Linked DNA regions of Anser cygnoides: region 1 is linked to region 2. Evidence: chromatin contacts called from public Hi-C data. All regions are on one chromosome and are shown on one strand. Each heading gives the region's core, a stretch centred on a gene start, on an enhancer-like site or on the middle of the called end of the contact. The rest is flanking DNA. Distances are from core to core; before and after follow the strand shown.

Region 1 (2,700 bases), core at 152-2,651, 49 kb before region 2:
TGCTATCAATTACAGTAATAGTTTGCGTAGGCTTTCAGGTTCAGGGCTCAAAGGATAGAAACTGGCATTTAATTTTGTGTTAATATTAACCTCTGAGATTTGTGCTGTTTCTATACTTAAAACCAGACATTACTCCACTATTATTAGATTTAGCCATAGCAAGTTAGTGATGAATAAGTAGAAAAAGCTAGTGATGAAGAAGTAGTCATGATTATTATGAATGTTTACCTTCCAGTTTACTAGGCCTAGTCTGAAGATGCCAATGAGGGCTTTCATAAACAACCTGACATATCAATTACTATGTCACCACAGACAAAGTGAATGAGCTTCCCTATCACAAATCCTCTGCTTCACTAAATCAGTAGGACTCTGATGACTTCATTAGCATTCCCTCATCTCAGATCACCTGGGAATTTGTCTGTGGGATTCTAATACGATAAGAAAGAGCCATTGATAATCATCTGCCCTGACCTCCTGCAAAGGGCTATACTCAGTCTGACCATGCTACTGCACTTCACAAACACGGCATTTTTTGTTTATTATTAGATGTAATAAAGTAGAGCAAATCCATCATTTTCTAGTCTCTGAGAAATTTGAAGTTAGACATTTGTTTGGCATAGACCAAACTGTGCTTATGCTGTTGCCAAAGGTCATGAAAGCATCACCGACTGTTTTCCCCCAAACTCTATAGTTACTCTGTGTGTTTATTGAACTTTGGCAATAGTATTTTGTTCTCCTCAGCAGCATTGCCAACATAATTAGAAAGGAGCAGTCATATCAGATAACACACAGCAAGTCACTGAGGAAAGATCCCAGTTGAATATTAACTCAATGGACTTCTGGAGTGTAGAAACACGTAGAAAGTGTATAGGACACTGTCTAGTGAACAAACAACATGCAGATAGAACACATTGTGGCACTCTGGTAAGACTGAAGTGGATAAGCATATAATGAAGAGGAGTCATTGACGTAATTACAAAGGCAGGTGGTGGCACATTGATTTTATGAAGGTTATTGACCTCTCCTGCTATGAAAGTGTACCCAGTTTCTTACCACTTAGGTAATTTGACTTTTTAAAGTCAAATATTAATCATCCAGACCTTTAGATAAAAAGATATTTTTCTCAGTTTGTCATTCTCTACAATGTTTTAGAATGGCTACTTGTATTTTATAAGCTTGTTTAACCAAGAGAAGCAACAATTTTTAATGCCTTAGAGTTTTATAATTGATTATAAGATAGCAGCTTCTTTAAATATTTACAGTCTAATCCTCCTCTCACATAGACACCAAGCACTGTATCTGAGGGTAGAGCTGGGCCCTGCTGTAGGAGGATGTGGCAATGAACTTGCCTATGAGTTCTGATACAAAACAAAGGGATAAAGGTCTGCTCCTTAAGGCTTTTGTTTACTCAGTCCTATGTTAAAGCAGGGAAAAAAAAAAAAAAAAAGTAGAATATTACTTTCAATTCCCTGCAATTTTTGGACCTAGATGGAAATTTTCTGTTTTTAACATTTAAATTAAAAGCATGTAATAACATTTGCAGTTATTTGGTTTTAAAGAAATCTCATTATTCCTTACACTCTCACTGAAATTAATCATATGGAAGGAGATTTAGATGTTTAAACAAAGGTTTGACTTTCTGAGTAGCTGCAAATCTCAGTCAGCATACAAATTGCTGCTTTGAGTGTGCAAAATCAGATTTGCTGTCCAGATGAACAGACCCAGTAATGGCAGAGGTACACTACCTAAGATCTAAAACATATTTCATGACTCAGTGTATTGCTAGCACTGAGCTGTCTAGGATTCCCTAAAGCCTCAAGCTGCTTATAAGATGCTTCTATGACAGCAGTTAGAGTGGAAATTGTACCACATTTATTTCTATCCCTGGACAATGTAGCCAAAGACATTGACCTTGCCACTGGCCAGAAAATAGATCGTTGCTACATAGGATTTCCAACAGCTCTAAAAGTACATTTCCACATGCTATATGTAATCTCTCTCTCTTTTTTTTTTCTTTTTCTTTTTTTTTTCTCCAATGATCATATCTTAATTCTGCATTCTACTGCCAATGAGAAAAGTCTTCCAAAAGGCCAAAACCGATAGAGAGCAGATTCATAAATGTGTATAGCTTGTTTAACAGACCACAAAAGATTATAATCCTTGGTTTCTGAAGATTTAATCAAAGTTCCTTCAAAACGTATGTATTAAATGGCTTTCCCCATAGTATACCCTATCAAAAATCTCAGGATATTCAATAGTGCCCAGGCATGTAATTCCTACTGAAATAAATGGAAATAAGGTGCTTAATGCACTTTTGAAAAGTCCCTTCATGCAGCTTTATATACCTAAAAAAGCTACATCCCCAAGAGTTTTGTACTGCTTCCATTTCAACATTTGTGGCTGCCAGAAGCCTACAACTCACTGAGACAAAGGCTCTGCTACTTTTCATATCCCACTGTATCATAACACTGGAAAGACAAAGGAAGGCGCTAGAGCTGTAGAGGTTAGTTCATGATGAGGTTCCCTGCTGGTTTCAGCCTTCGTGTTGATAAATGAGATGTGCCACTCCTATTTTCACTGGGAAGTTCAGTCTGATTGGCAGTCTTAGAACATTCCAATTTGTCTTGACTATATCACAAAATTCAGAAAGAGGAAGAAAAGGTTATGAGAATTTGAATTAGATTTGCATTTTCATGGATT
Region 2 (2,700 bases), core at 18-2,517:
TAAGAGACACAAGAGGTTAACCTCCCTTTTCCTTAGGGGAAAAATAAATTAAAAAAAAAGAGCATCCCTCTTTCAAAAGCGACCCCAGCCCTGGCTGCGCGGCTGGCCGGAGAAGCTCGGGCAGGAGCCGGCCGCGGGCAGCCGGCGGACCACCAGTGCCCCCCCGCCCGACCTCCCCGGAGCGGGCGGTTACTTTTCAACTTCCAGAAGAAAGAATTAAGCAGCCGCTTACCTTCAGCCAGCGGCCCGGGCAGCACGAAGGCCCGCAGCTTGCCGTCCGCCGTGGCGTTGGTGCAGAGCCCGCGGCCCTCCAGCAGCGCCTGCAGCGGCCGCGCCTCCTCCCGCAGCGGCTGGCAGCTGAGGCCGGCGCCGCAGCGCTCCGTGTAGATCCCGCAGGGCTGCCCCAGGCGCAGGGCGCAGGTGAGGCAGCAGCCGCATCCCGGCTCTCGCACCCTCTCGGCGCAGTCGGGCTGCAGCGGCTTGCACTGCTGCAGCGCCCGCGCGTCGCAGGGCTCGCAGCGGACCACCGGCCCCGCCAGCGCCAGCGCGGCCGCCGTCCGACGGCCTAGCAGCGCCAGCGCCGCCGCCGCCACTGCCCACAGCACGCCGGGCCGCGGCACCATGGCAACCGGCTGCCGGGGCCGCCGGGAGGCGCCCCCGCGCCGCTCGGCCCGGGGGGAGCGCCCCGGGCTGCGCCGCTCACGGGACTCGGGGCGGCAGCGCCGGCCGCCTCTCCTCGCCCGGAGCAGGGCGGGCGCCGGAGGAGGGCGCCGCCGCCGAGCGCTGCGGGCAGGTAAAGTCACCGGCCTCTCGCAGCCCGGGCAGCGCGAGGGAAGAAGGCTGCGCGCCCAGCAGGCTCGCACCGACCCTCTCTTCAGCCGCTGGCCTTTGGTAACATAAAGGTAATAAAAGAGCTCGCTGACAACAAAGGCAACTTTTCCTGCCTCCCCCCCTCCTCCCTGCAGAGCGCCTCAACCACTTGGCTTAAAACTAACGTTGATGGCTTTTTTTTTTTCCACACACAACACTGAAAAAAAAAATGCTTCCAAAAGTAAAAAAAAAAAAGAAAAAAATAATAATAAAAAAGCCCAGACGATCTGAAGAAAACTTGTTTCAAAAATGCTTAGAAAAAAAAAAACAGCACGGTGGGGGGAAAGAAAAAAAAAAAGAAGAAAAATAAAAATAAAGCGAACACAGCTCCCTTCTTTTTTTTTTTTTTTTATTCTCTTTGTTGGCTGCTTCCCGCCTCCCCTCTCCGCCACTCTGCACCCATCTGTCCGGCGGCGTTTCCCGGCCCTGCCATATATCGGCACCGCCGCCCCCCGCGCCGCCCCGCCCCGCGCCGCCCCGCGCCGCCCCGCCAAGGCCGCGCAGCGCCCCGCGGCGGCAGTGCGGGGGCTCGGCGAGGCCCCGCGGCGGTCACTGGGGGCTGGGGGCTGGGGAGGGGCCAGCGGCGGCCCCTGGGGTGTGTGGGCGCTTCTTAGTGAGCGGTACGGCTCTGTGGAGAGGGGCGTTTCGTGTTTTTTTGTTGTTTAAGCGGTAAGCGCTGTGTATGTGCTTGTGTCCCCGTGGCACCGGGAGGGGATGTACGAGCAAAGCTCGCGGGCAGTGCCCTTTTTTGGGCTCCTCTCTAAATCTTGTCTGCTTCGGGGCTGAAAGCCTTTCCTCACACACACGCTTGCACAGATGTTGCTCTCGGGCACCCTGTGCTCTCTGGCACACAATCACTCAGTACACGTGGTGATCCAGGCCCGTGGATGCAGCTCACCCATCTTTCTAAGGCGTTCTCTGAGCTCTTTAAAACTTTTCCCTCTGTCCACGAGAAAATACTTTCCATTGCAACATCCTCATAAGTCTGTGGGGAGAAAAACAACAAACCCTACAGTCGATTTTGCACACTGCATGTGTTTGCTCTCTGTAGCCAGTGCAAACTCTTCCCCCACTCTGCTTGGCTTGTTTTGCTCTGTTACTTAGGTTAACTTCGATGGAGAAAATCTGAATTGTGAAAGCCAGAATTTGTGACCATCCTTTCTGCAGCACTCCTGAGACCTAACACAGCAGGATATGGTGAAGTATATACGTAGGCACATATATGGCCTTTCTGTCACAGGAGCCTGCTCCTCATACAAAGTAAAATGAATAATGCTTACAGATACTGGCATATACAAATACTGTCTGCCATGGAAATGATGAGCCAAACCATTGCTCTGTTTTTAACCCCTGTGTTATTAACATTGAAGTTCACCTTCCGGTAATTCATCAGCTGTTCACGTGTCTAAATTCAAGTGGAAAAGTGTAGTTTTCAAGTAGAGATGTTATCATTCAAGGTACTGCCCTGTGAATCTCAAAATCTGCTCTTTTTTTATAAATCAAATCTTTTTAGAACATTAAAATCAACTCTGGCTTGTTTTCTCTGTTCTTTGTTCAGACAGTACCTTCCAAAATACTGTCTTGAAAGAGACACTGTACATAAAAAGACCAAAAAAATCATATTTTATGCGTAAAGAATATGATGTAAGAGTTAATAGAGACTTTTCCTAGGGAAATAAAATGAATGAGGTGTTGGAAGAGAGATCAGATTCGCTTAATACCCCGATAGGCGACTGCACCAACGATTTTCAGCCTTTTGTCCTCTTGCTCATTTTGTTAATTGACCGAAAGAGGTCGCCGGTTGTCCAGTGTTGAATTTGAGACTCACTA

The links. A called contact is a pair of places that touch in the nucleus more often than the background predicts.
Region 1: a Hi-C map of liver shows a contact between it and region 2, with 5 times the contacts expected there. The contact joins the enhancer-like site here to the promoter of IGFBP3 in region 2. A contact is called at or near these places in 2 of 7 Hi-C or Micro-C datasets (both in liver).

The regions. Positions count from the first base shown.
Region 1 is chr2:55,997,757-56,000,456 of Taihu_goose_T2T_genome, reverse strand. No RefSeq gene overlaps it. Among named protein-coding and RNA genes, the nearest start is that of CCDC201, 4.8 kb to the right of the region's middle. Within about 2 kb of position 1,401, at least 2 of the 3 cell types and tissues checked have open chromatin away from gene starts, as enhancers often do. A contact at or near this core is called in liver, where this site is marked.
Region 2 is chr2:55,948,614-55,951,313 of Taihu_goose_T2T_genome, reverse strand. It overlaps IGFBP3 (insulin like growth factor binding protein 3), which reads right to left and starts at 1,267. Exons shown (of 4, transcript XM_048053444.2): 1 at 233-1,267. The coding sequence starts at 623.